Linked DNA regions of Gossypium hirsutum: region 2 is linked to region 1. The links are chromatin contacts, called in public Hi-C maps. All regions are on one chromosome and are shown on one strand. Each heading gives the region's core, a stretch centred on a gene start, on an enhancer-like site or on the middle of the called end of the contact. The rest is flanking DNA. Distances are from core to core; before and after follow the strand shown.

Region 1 (3,320 bases), core at 692-3,191:
GGCTAAGTTTCTAGTGTTCCATTGCTGAAAAGAATTTAAACTAGTTGAACCCATGCATGTGACTATAAAAACAATGGTAACAAATATAAAGTCATCTATATGTAATTGAGGCCAATTTGAGCGGGAATTGTCCCAGTAAAAACAGTTAGGAAGATACTGAGCCATCGCATGAAGTTCCTGCTGATATTTGTATTTACAAAGATTACAGGAGGTGAAGGAAATATGACAATATAAACCTGTTATTTAAACCCCAAGAATTTTGTTGTATGGTGGTAACACTTGTCCTTCAATTTACATGAGGGGCAGTTTGGGAAATCCTTTCATCTTCCAGAAGTGTATAAGGATCTATGTATTGCGGTGGCGAAACGGGTGTCTTACTTCCATCGTGAATGAAAGATGGTCCGAAATACTGCCCATGGGAAAATTATCAGCACATTACAAATGCTACAGCGGATGATGACAGGGAGCTTCTTTGTTCTTCCTAAAGCTAAAACTGAAAAGTGGAAGAAAGCGAGCTTACAAGGTAGAGAGCAGAAAAGAATGCTATAGTTGAAAGGATGAAAGGCCAGAAGCTGAGGAAGAAAGTCCCTCCTAGTGTTAGCAACAGTTTAGCCCGCGGAACCAGCCCCTGAACAACGATTATATATATAAGTTCAATTGCCATCTCACATATCCTTGCATTCACAAATTAAATGAAATCATGCACATTACTTGAAGTAAAGAGATAACGAATAAACACATCAAATATTCACAAGACAGACAGTTTTATGTGAACAAATTACTATGAAATGAAAGTAAAAACAAAGAGATGATGTTCTTGTTGGTTCCATAACATTCTCCGAACCGAAGATAGAGAAATCTAGTTCCTTGAAATGTTTAATAACAATACCAAAAATGTATGATATCATCTATATAAAAGTTCATTGAAACAAAGTCCAAGATCTAGATCATTCAGATTATGAAGCTACCATCACAATTCATACGGTACATAATTGTGCTTAAGGTTTGAAATGAACATAAGCAAGATTGTTAAATGAGGTCAAACCAAGGCACACCAGCATGCAAAATCATTGAGTAAATAGAAAAAAAGCAATAAACCTCAAGGCCTTCACTATTCAATTCCATGGATCGTTCCCTTTGATTAGATAAGCTTTGATCAAATTCAGTTGACACAACATTCCTTTTGGAGACACTTCCCCTTTCTTCCCCTACTTTCATCTCCTCATCTAATCCATAATTGGTATTTTTAGCATCCTCTACCAGTGAAGTTGGTGTCATCCCCCTCCTCTTCAACTCCTTCATAAACAGTGACTCAGGTGACTCTTCACCTAATTCAAAACAAAACCCATAAAAATACAATTTTATAAGCACCCAATGAACCAAAATTTCAACTTATTTTTGAAGGACTTGACTTGGGTTAGTTTCAGAATTTTTTATACAACTAAAATGAGTAAAAAAAAAAAAGAATCTTTAGAAATGGAAGAACATACCATTGTTTTTGTTGTCACCATCTTGAGTTGCACAACGAATAATAGATCTTTGGCTGTGCAAGGACTTGAAGCTTCTACAACTATTGAAGTTGAGAAGTTTGTTCCTGGAATCAGATTTTCCCGGAAATTTTGAGTGGGAAATGGAAATGGAAGAAAACACAGGGTTCAACATCTGTAGAGAAGCCATTTTTATTTTATTTTTCCCCTTAATATCTCTGCATTAAAATCTTAAACAAGTAATCATAAATAGAAACATAATTTTCAATTTTTTTTAAGAAATTTAGATTATTTATTTAGCTAATTGCTTTTCTGGGTTGAGTGAATAAATGGGAAAGAATTTATTTATTTATTTATTTGGTAAATTATTGCGTGGAGAGCAGAGGAAGCAAAGCAAATTACAACTTTAACAAGTAGCGAGAAGAAAGGCGATGGTGGTGGGCGTAACCGAGTGAGCGTAAATTAGAGCGGCAGAGGTTTCGGTTGCTAATGTACGCGGCAAAGAGGTGTGCGGTTGGGCTTCGTGGTTATCGACAGTTGTGGTTCCCAATTCAGTGTTAAAGACCTCTCAGTGGGGCCCATTTTTTTATTTATTTGTTATGATGTTGGGAGTGAAATAAATATTAATTTAATTAAGAAAATTTTAACTATTCACATTTTCAAAATTCGATAAATAATTTAATTAGTTCGATTACGAATTTTTATCAGATCTATTTATATAATTTGATTAAATAAATTATTAAAAATAATTAAAATAGAAAAAATTTTGTTTAATTGGTCCGATCATCAGTTCAATCAATCTGTAAGTCTATTAACTCAATCCATTATTCTTAATCAATATCCCTCGTTCAATCGATTCGATCAACTGGTCCGATTTGATTTTGAAAATAGTGCTAAATTATTTTTTAAATTTTAATATTGTATGTATTTCTTATGTTATTATTAATTAGTTTCAAATCATATGTTTCATTATTTATTATATGTTATTTTTAAACATACATTTGCGTTCTAAATTTGTAGTTTTTTACACGCATATGCACTCTAGTATTAATAACGTTGTTAATTGAGTTAGTGTCACATGTCAACTCGACACCAACTCAAGATTGATGTCAACACCATGATAAACAACTGTACTCATTTTGTATTCTTAAACTGATATATTTATGTGTTTAAATTCCGTTTTGCTCACACTTTAATTTAATTATTCTATTGAATATTGTACATATTTAATTTGTTATTATTAATTAGTTTTAACACATACGTTTCATTATTTATTTTATGTTATTTTCAGACACATATCTATCTTCTAAATGCATGGTTTTCACACGTATACATGTATGATATAATTTCTAGTTATAATAAAGCTTCTAGTTAAGTTAATATCATTCAAGGTCTTAAATCAATTAGAAAAATCAGTTCGAATTTTTTTAATATTTTTAATATAAATTTTCATAAAATTAATTTTTTGTTTTTATTGTAACTTATATATAATATTGAAATAAATTTATGAACCATAATTATAATAATATATAATTACACCATTAATAATAATTTATAAATCATAATTATAATCATAATAAATATATACTAATAAATAATTTTTTAGAATAAATATAATAGTTATAATTTTAAAGTATGAGCATTTATTATTTTATTTTTAATTAAATATTTTGTTTCATTTACGTGATTCATGCAAACATGTTCATTTTTGTCCGATACGTATCATTGTCCTTTTTGATATAATAAAATTCCTTTTTTTTTTCCTCAGACAAATTAAAATATAATTTAATACTGTATTTTTTTTATATTTAACTGTATAATTTATAAGTTAGT
Region 2 (3,170 bases), core at 332-2,831, 130 kb before region 1:
AACATTTATGTCACACGGCTTTCCTTGCAGCTATTTTCTTCAATTAAAAAGGTGTATATCGACCAATCATGAGCCATTTCAAAGTTCTCTGTTTATTAAAGACCTCAAATGCAAGATTTTCTTTAAATAGGAAAAAGAATGGAATTATAAACATGAATACTGGCATATAAACACTACCTCTATATATGCAGCAATATTTGTCTTGTTTGAACCACCAGGCTCCTTCAAGGTTGTAATTGCTTCCATAATGAGGTTATCTAACCTACAACAGTGACAAGAATTAACAACGTCAGGAGTGAAATTATACAAGATGAAATTAATCAAACAAAAATAAGAACAATGTCTAACCTGACGATGGATCTCTTTGTAGAAGATGGAATCTGTAATGTAGCACTGGAAACTGGGACAGACTTAACATCCACGATTTCCTCATCACTTGGAGCTACAGCGAGGTCCACCGCACTCTCCTCCTGTTTAGGAAAGCTAGATGTCCTTTTCACAGCTAGCCTAGCTTTGTCTCGAGAACCCCATCCATTGGCCATCACACTCATATTTCTCCATTTATCCTACCCAAAGATACAAAGAAAACATGAATTAACAAGTACAAAACTCTATAGGTACTTTTCATCAAGACAAGGACTGAACCATTCAACATTAGAAGCCAAAGGAACATACCTTAAGATCTACATTGGAACGCAGATACAAGACGCCACTAAATTCAGGGTCTTTCAGTATCGTTCGCCATTTTCCAGCACCATGTTTGATGACTCCAGCTTTTAGCGCTGCCTCTTCTTCAGGTGTCCATTTCTGCTTAGGAGCACCCATTTAAAGGAACACAAAGGGGAAAAAAGCCTTCAAATTCAAGAAGCTGCAAAAGTCATTTCCCTCAATATTAGCAGATAAAATCAACGAAAAAAGAGATTTCAAGCATCATTCTTCCATGGAATTAATATTGAAACAATTATCATCAATATTCTGTTATAATTGGGTAAATTTAGCTAATTCCTAATCGAGAATAACGTGAATAACAAATCAATACTACATGATTCCAAGAAATGACCATCATCATAAAATTAAAACTATTTCAATAAAGAAATGCCCCTTTATCAACTAACAAAGCGAAAAAATGACATAATTTCACCCATCTGATTTCTAAAGATTATTAATAGGAATAGCATACAGACAGAAAGGCAATTAAGCAAAATTAAAAAGCAGATTTGAAACAATCGAAAACACGAACGAAATTAAAACGCAGATTAACATATAAAAAATGAAATTACCAGATGCGCACAGACAAAGAGGGGGAAAAGAAGAACAATTACCTTATGATATAATTTTGTGGGTGACTGAATCGGAGATCGGAAGGCGAAGAACTGCTATTTTTCTTAAAAAGACCGAAAAGAAAAAGAGAATTAAAGAAGAAATTAAATTCAATTATTTTTTTCTACCATGGCGATGCTATGCTACAGGAGATTTCACGGCGATTCAATGGGACGCTGTGATTTTCTGGCGGAAAAATTTGTTAGGGTTTCTATTTTTCCCCCTTTTTGTTTCTGAAATAAGATTAGGGTTTACTCGTGTCACGTGTGGAAGTAGGATGTGATCCCTGAAATGAATATGTTATTGACACGTGTCAACGACTTTGGCGGCTTCGGAATTTTGACCTTTACTAACAAAGAGTAACAAGATTTAGTAGCTTTTTAGAAATTAAGGGAAAAAATTACCCTTTTTTTCCTAATCAAGATAATAAATAATTTTGCATAATTTATGGCAGGTAGGGACGAGGGTAGTGGGAAAATGGAGAAATTTCATTGTAGTCCCTTTAAAAATTATATTAGAAAAATTGCATTTTAATCCATTTAAAAGTTTATAACTTAGCTTAAGTTCTCTGAACTGAAAAAAGTTTCTAGCTTCGTCCATTATGGTAGGTTAGGACTAACCTACTACTAAGCTTACACATTTTCCTATTAATGTTGTCAGTTAAAGACGAGTTATTAGTTAATTCTCATGCACCAAAACCAAATGAGTGAATAACAATTCAAATGAAGTTTTGTTTTTATCTCCGCTTTGTTGTTATTTTATCTAAAATATCTTAATTTCTTTATTTTCGTTGGAGAGTGTTTCGGAGTACAAATTCTAATATTTATATAGCTCATCGTTTTCTTCTAGAGCTCTTAATGGTCAACATAGAGCCTTCAATCCCAACTTCAACCTCTTCCGCTTAGGTCCATCTCCAATTTACATAAACATCTTACAGTTTTTCTTTTTTGAAGTTTTTTGAAGGTTAAAATATGTCATGAGTCCTTATACTCCTTACAAATTTATAATTTTGTCTATGTACTTTTATTTATAGAATTTGGTACCTATACTTTTCAAATTTTGAAATTTAGGTCCAACTAATAACACTGTTAAAATTATTTTATTAAACTCAGGTTCATTATAAATGTCAATTTTTTAGTTACATTGCCACCAAATGAGTATTTTTTTTTTATTTCAAGATGTCACACCAACAAAACTAATAGCGTTAACAATTGGACCTGAATTTTGAAATCTAAAAAGCAAATATACTAAATCCGGGAAATAAAACTAAAATGACTAAATTCTAAATCGGTGAAGAGTATAAGAATCTATGACATATTTTAACCTTTTTTGAATAATGGAAACAAAATCTTTTGGTTAAAACATGTCATAAGTCCTTATATTCTTTGTAAGTTTGGAATTTAGTCGTTGCATTTTTATTTTTAAGAATTTAATTAATTTAATTTTTAGATTTTTAAATTCAAGCTTAATTATTAACACTATTAAAATTATTTTTGTTAAATCCAAGTTCATTACAACATCATTTTTCTAAATAAATTGTTACCAAATGAGTTTTTCTTTAAATGTCACACCAACCAATTTAACAAAAAAACAGTATTAACACTTGGACTTAAATTTTCAAAGAACAGACCTATTCTAAGTTGATAGGGATTATCTCGATACTTAGTGACTCTGCCATTAAGAGATCCAAGGGCGCGCCATGGCACCTTAAAATGGTAAATTTTCAATTTAAATTTTTTATAATTTATAAAATTTTAAATTAGTAATAGTGAAATTGTATTTTAGCCTCCTAAATATAATACAAATTTAATTAAATTTTTTAAAAATTATAAATATATAAACTATTAAAA

What was found. Hi-C and Micro-C count contacts between places; a contact is called where the count stands out from the background.
Region 2: a Hi-C map of leaf shows a contact between it and region 1, with 2.3 times the contacts expected there. The contact joins the promoter of LOC107886936 here to the promoter of LOC121222070 in region 1. A contact is called at or near these places in 4 of 34 Hi-C or Micro-C datasets (all in leaf).

Annotation. Positions count from the first base shown.
Region 1 is chrA03:110,354,641-110,357,960 of Gossypium_hirsutum_v2.1, reverse strand. LOC121222070 reads right to left here and starts at 1,941. Exons shown (of 4, transcript XM_041101965.1): 1 at 1,491-1,941; 2 at 1,099-1,328; 3 at 521-628; 4 at 165-409. The coding sequence starts at 1,677. The coding sequence ends at 287. It overlaps LOC121222068 (tubulin alpha-4 chain-like), which reads left to right. Exons shown (of 4, transcript XM_041101963.1): 4 at 1-6.
Region 2 is chrA03:110,487,758-110,490,927 of Gossypium_hirsutum_v2.1, reverse strand. It overlaps LOC107886936 (telomere repeat-binding factor 1), which reads right to left and starts at 1,581. Exons shown (of 7, transcript XM_041101990.1): 1 at 1,323-1,581; 2 at 676-868; 3 at 349-566; 4 at 178-262. The coding sequence starts at 825.